Linked DNA regions of Mus musculus: region 1 is linked to region 2. Evidence: chromatin contacts called from public promoter capture Hi-C data. All regions are on one chromosome and are shown on one strand. Each heading gives the region's core, a stretch centred on a gene start, on an enhancer-like site or on the middle of the called end of the contact. The rest is flanking DNA. Distances are from core to core; before and after follow the strand shown.

Region 1 (2,859 bases), core at 144-2,643, 2.4 Mb before region 2:
TGCCCAGTACTGAATGTAACTATTAACACCAGGCTGGCCTCCAAACTCTGAATCCCAAGTCCATACTTTAAGTATGTTTAAAGCACTTTAAAGTGACTGTCACACCACTCTATATAATGCAAACTATCTTCTGGTTACTTCAGGATGTAAGTGATTACATAAATGCATCCCTAAAGCACATCAGTTCCCTATTTCCAGAAAACAGTTAATTGCTGTCAAAAAAAAAAAAACCTCACAAATCAACATCTCATTTATGGAAAAACAATGCTTGTTCACTGAGTCTGCAAGATTAACACCCCCTCATACAGTATAAAACTGTTAGTTCCACTTCCCCACTGTTATATTAATCACCTTAGAAATACAGTTATACAAGTTCAAAAGGCAAAGAAACTGAAAACCTAGCTACAAATTCATTTCTTAAGTAAAGCACGAAGATGTATTTTTTTTAACTCCAAGTCATGTAAGTAATCTGAGAAACCTGTCAATTCCTCTCCTGAGTAGGTCAATCTAAGTGTACCCCATCCTGGGAATCCAGCTGTTAATCCTGCAGTCAATTACCCCTCTATAAATAGCTCGGTCTGGTTTATAGCGGCAGGCATTTTGTAATTTCAAAATTCGTTACCCGAGAGAACGTCAGAGTAACTCGGTAACAGGGAGTCCGCCTACCCTTTAACTCTGCAGCTCCCCACTCCCCTCCCCCGCCCGGGTCATCCAAGCATTTTCCACTTAAAAAAAAAAAGCCCCCCCCCTTTCCCTTGACTGGGAAAGGGGGTGAATAAACGGTTCGGTCAGGGGGGGGCGCTGCGACCCAGGGGGAGGGGCCGGACAAGCAGCGCCTCCTCGTGTGTCTGCGCCAGCGCCTGACCCCCGCGGGGAGCCGCGCTCACCCGCCCCGCCAGCAAGCCGGCCATCGCCTCCCCAACCCCCCTCAACCAACAAATCCACCGCCGCCCCCCCTGCCGCGCGCGCGCCCTCCCTGACTCCTGCGCAGCCGCCACCGGGAGGGAGGGGGGAGGGGGCAGGCTCTGCGCGAGGCCTACTAGGCCGCGCCGGAGCCAGGGCCTCGCGTGAATGCCCGGGCAGGCAGAGTGAAGTAGTAGACGCTCATGCGGGTCTACGAGAGGCCGAGGCTCCAGAATAGGGCCGGAGTCCGCCAAGAAGGATGTCACGAGTGGAAGAAGAAGCTATTGCCGGCGGCGGAGCAGAAGATTTTAAGCTTACCTGGAGGCGCGAGTCGACTGAGGGGAAAAGGGGAGCGGGCGGGAAGGGGAAGGGCGGGAGGCCGGGGGCGGAACAATAGGGGCGGGCGGGAAGGCGAGGGGGGCCCCGCTAGCGGGCGGAGGAGGGGGGGGTGAGGAGGAGGAAGGGGGAGAGAGACCCCGGGGCGGGTGGAGGGCGGCGGAGGGCGGGCGGGCGGGCGGAGGGCGGGCGGGCGGGAGAGGGCGCAGGCTGCGGCTGCTCCGGCTGCTGCCTCTGCTGGTCTGGGAGGGGGACGGGGCGGAGCGGGCCGCTTTCAACCCCGCGCACCCTTCGACCCCGGAAGCGCTAACCGCCCCGGGGGCCGGCGAGTCGACTGCGTCGTCCACACTTTCCCCACGCAATGCGGACCGCCTTCCCGGAGCCTAGAGCGGCTCCTTGGACAGCGTCGGCACCAGCGAGACGGCCAGTAACCAGCGGCGAGGTCTGAGATAGAGCGGCAGCGCAGAGGCGCGGAGGATACCAGTGGCCTCTAGCGGAAGAACTGGAAAGCTCAGGCCTAAATACGAAGAGGTGGCCAATGCTTTGGGATCAAGATAGGAGGGAGGGAAAGGAAAATAACAGTTGTCTAAAATAAAAAACGAATGGCCAGACTGAAAGTGTCAGGCAAACTGCTTACTCTAAAAATAATCCACTTTAGTGAGTGCAGAAGAAATGAAAACATCATTATTTTGCAGCCCAGATACTGAATCAGGCAATAATAATTATAATAAAGAATTAAAACGTAAAAGAATGTTCTTAAATCAGACGGTGGTGGTACCCAACTTGATTCCAACACTGGAAAGGCAGAGTCAGGAAGATCTCTGAGTTCGAGTCCACCCTGGTCTACAGAGTGAGTTCCAGGACAGACAGGGCTTTTTAGAAATCAAAAGAAAGAAAGAAAAGAAAAAAAAAAAGAAAGAAAGAAAAGTAACTTTAAAACTTCACTGTATTAGGACAACATTGATCATGTGAATATCTCACTATTATATAAGAAGTACTGTATAATCTAGAATTCCTGCCCAAATTGGTTAATCTTTTTATTAAGTCTAATTATCCATTTATAGGAACGAAAGAACAAGTTAAACATCAGTACAAGAAGGTACTCTGTGGCCAAGCACAGTGTGTGATACAAGCTGATACCATTGGGGAACTTAAGGATGACAAAGGTGAACCTCAGGCCACCTTGGACTGTAGAGCAACGCTGCTTTATTGTTGCCTGTTGCTCCTTAAAAAAAAAAAAAAAAAAAAAAAAAAAAGACATCTTGAAAACACAGAATTTTGTACACAACACAAGACAACTATCCTGGTGTCTTTAAAAAGGCAATAAACCTTTTTTTAAACGGTTTGTATGTGTGTATACAAACTGAGTGTGTGTGTGTGTGTACTTACACCACAGCAGGCAGGAAGAAGTCAAAGGAGGATTTTCAGGAGGAGTCAGTTTTCTCCTTCAACCAAGCGGGTCCTGAAGATCGGACTCAGGACATCAGGCGTGATGGCAAACGCCCTTTCCATCGCACTGGCTGTTAGGACTGGGACGATGTCTCAATAGTTCTCCAACTGTTCTCCCAGAGATTCAGTGTTCAATCACCAGTACCGACATAGGATCTCACAGTTCCATGG
Region 2 (2,787 bases), core at 212-2,711:
TAAATATTGTAACCAAAGGTATCACCGGGCAAGCAACCCAAAGGTTTCCTATCTTCCTAAACGCTTCCCCACTGATTAATTGAAAAGTAATATGTTGATAATTGCATGCAGGTGAAAAGATCACCACCCTACACATTGGGAAAGCCTTAAAGGGTTATTAAAATTAATTATTTCCTTCAATCGAGTAAGATCTGTGACACTCAAACGCACTTCTGGCTTTTCACTATAAGTGATTCTCAAAAAGGTTTGAAAAAGCCCAGTGTCGTGACAAGTTAACAAAAAGTCGGAACTAGAACGCTCCTGGGAACTTGATCACATTCCTTACTCTTTTCCAATCAACAGTTTTTAGTGAACTTGAAAAATACTGGGGAGGGTCTTTGGCAAGGAATTCAACAATATGCAACTCTGGAGACATCAGCGAAGTGTACGGAAACCAAGCGCGGAGAAAATGCTGCTTTTGTTCAGAGGCCGCCTGCGATAAAAACAGGAACTTTACAGAGAAGCTGATCTCCACAGCACATTCGCCTGACCACATGCCCACAGCCGGCATTGAGGTCCTCATTGTTATCCAAGGCACTTCTCTTGTAACAGAGCCCAGATTTAGTCCATGTTTGAAATTATCTACACAAACCCAACCCTCCCTGTACCAATCCATTGTCAAAAGAAAGAGGGTGCCGGCCAGGATTTGCATGTACCCGGTAGCCACCTCTACAAAGACTCCAAAAGGTGACCAGATAGGAAAACCTAGACTGAATGCAGGTGGCAAGAAAAGCCTGCTGCTCCCAAGGACAGAGGCGGTCTAGAGGCAGCGGATCGGGGGGTCTCTGGGTTAGCGCCACCGCTTCCGACCTCCCTCGGACCCTCAATGGCTCCCCCGCTCCTTTCTCACGCCTGTCACTGGTGAGGCACCTCGCATTGTTAGAGAAGCAGGAAGACGTGCAGCTGCGGCGTCCCCCTGCGCCTCGTTCTGAAGCCGGAGCGAGGGGACAGGCGAGCGGCCCTTCGGGAGCAAGGCAGCAGAGGGGCAAGGTGTCAGCCGGAGGGCGCAGCTTTGTCTCCAGCTGACCCGTCCCCGGGTCCTGCGGGGCCCCCCAGGGACAACAATGAAAGCCCAGCCGCGCTTCGCGGGTGGGGAGCGGCGAGCCCCGCCAGCCCAGCCGCCCACAGGCCGCCGCCCGCTCGCCCGCTCGCCCGGCCCGCCGCGCGCTCGCCTACCCTCAGACAGCTCCAGCTCCAGCTCAGCCAGCTGCGCCCGCACCTCGGGGGGCAGCGCGGCCACCGCGGCCGGCGACGGCTCCAGGCCTCGCTCCGCCATCGCGGCTGCGCCAGCCACACTCCGGAAGACGAGAGGGGGCCGAAGGAGGGACGGACTGACGCGGGCCCACACCCCGGCTACAGGATCCGGCTCCAGCCGCCGAGAGCCGCCGGCGCTGCCGCTGCCGCCGCCGCCGCCGCCGCCATGAGCGAGGGTCACGTGAGCGTGCGGCCCCGCCCCCCGGCCTGGAGCTCGTCCCGCCCCGGAGACGCAGGACGGGCGTGGCTACAGCGCCCTCTACCGCGGATCTTGGAGAGCGCAGGCTGCCGTCGCCTGCTCTGCTCTCCTTGGGAAGATGCGGCACCTGCTGCATATGACGCCTACCTTCCACAAACTCTCAAGCAAGAGGACTCCGGGACGTTGCCCTTACTTCTTCCAGTCCCTCTCACTCGGGAGAGCATGCATCTGTCATGTCTTTTCCCCCATTTTCCCTGATGGACCTGCCTACAGGCCACATCCTTCATCTACCCCAGATTCTGGATTATGCCTGCCAACAACTCTTTGATTTCTTTTTCGGTGCTTCTTGTAATCCCAGCACTCAGGAGGTGGAAACCGGAGGATCTGAAGTTCAAGGTCATTCTCTCCTCAGTGAGAGCCAGCCTGGGCTACATGAGACCTGTCTCAAAACACAAGAAAAAAGATCACAGTCGAACTTGCTTCATCTTGCCTTGACTCCTAAAGACTTATAAAAAGAACTTCTGTGGGAATAGGGGTTGGGGACATGGTTTCATTGTTACAATCGCTGGCTGCTTCTGCAGAAGGCCTAAGCTCAGTTCTCAGCACTGGGCGTCTAATGCCAGCTTGAGGACCTCTGCAGACCTCTACACACACGGCTACATACACCGCATTCGGTATAATGGTGCACGCCTTTTATCCCAGCACACAAGAGGCAGAAGCAGGCTAATCTCTGAGTTTGAGGCCAGCCTGGTCTACATAGTGAATTCCTATTCAGCCAGGGCTACACAGTTAAGACCCTGTCTGGAGGAGCGAGGAACGGAGAGGGGAGGGGGAGGAGAGGAAGAGGAAGAGGAAGAGGAAGGGGAAGAGGAAGGGGAAGGGGAAGAAGAGGAGGAGGAGGAGGAGGAGGAGGAGGAGGAAGAAGAAGAAGAAGAAGAAGAAGAAGAAGAAGAAGAAGAAGAAGAAGAAGAAGAAGAAGAAGAAGAAGAAGAAGAAGAAAGAAAGAAAGAAAGAAAGACATCTCTTTATGCAGTCTTGCCTGACCTGGAACTCTCTACTCAACCGACAAAGGACAAAGATCCACTTTCATCTGCCTCCTTGCTGAGTGTTGGAATCAAAGACGTGCCCTAGCTTGATGGGGAGTTGGGGATAGCTTTTTTTTTTTTTTTTTTAGCCACCTCAGTATGTAACCTATATGTAGTCCAAAAGTACTCATTCTAGTTTAGTATATATAAGGAAGGCCAAAAAAAAAAAATCCCTGTATTCTTTTTCCCCTCTTTTATTATTATTATTTT

What was found. Capture Hi-C pulls out chosen DNA fragments and counts their contacts.
Region 1: a contact with region 2 is called in a promoter capture Hi-C map of adipose tissue, with 3 times the contacts expected there. The contact joins the promoter of Pcbp2 here to the promoter of Dip2b in region 2.

Annotation. Positions count from the first base shown.
Region 1 is chr15:102,469,166-102,472,024 of GRCm38.p6, reverse strand. Pcbp2 (poly(rC) binding protein 2) reads right to left here and starts at 1,393. Exons shown (of 15, transcript NM_001103165.1): 1 at 1,222-1,393. Gm36331 (a long non-coding RNA gene) reads left to right here and starts at 1,529. Exons shown (of 2, transcript XR_384469.3): 1 at 1,529-1,770; 2 at 2,304-2,584.
Region 2 is chr15:100,037,338-100,040,124 of GRCm38.p6, reverse strand. It overlaps Dip2b (disco interacting protein 2 homolog B), which reads right to left and starts at 1,461. Exons shown (of 38, transcript NM_001159361.2): 1 at 1,216-1,461. The coding sequence starts at 1,315.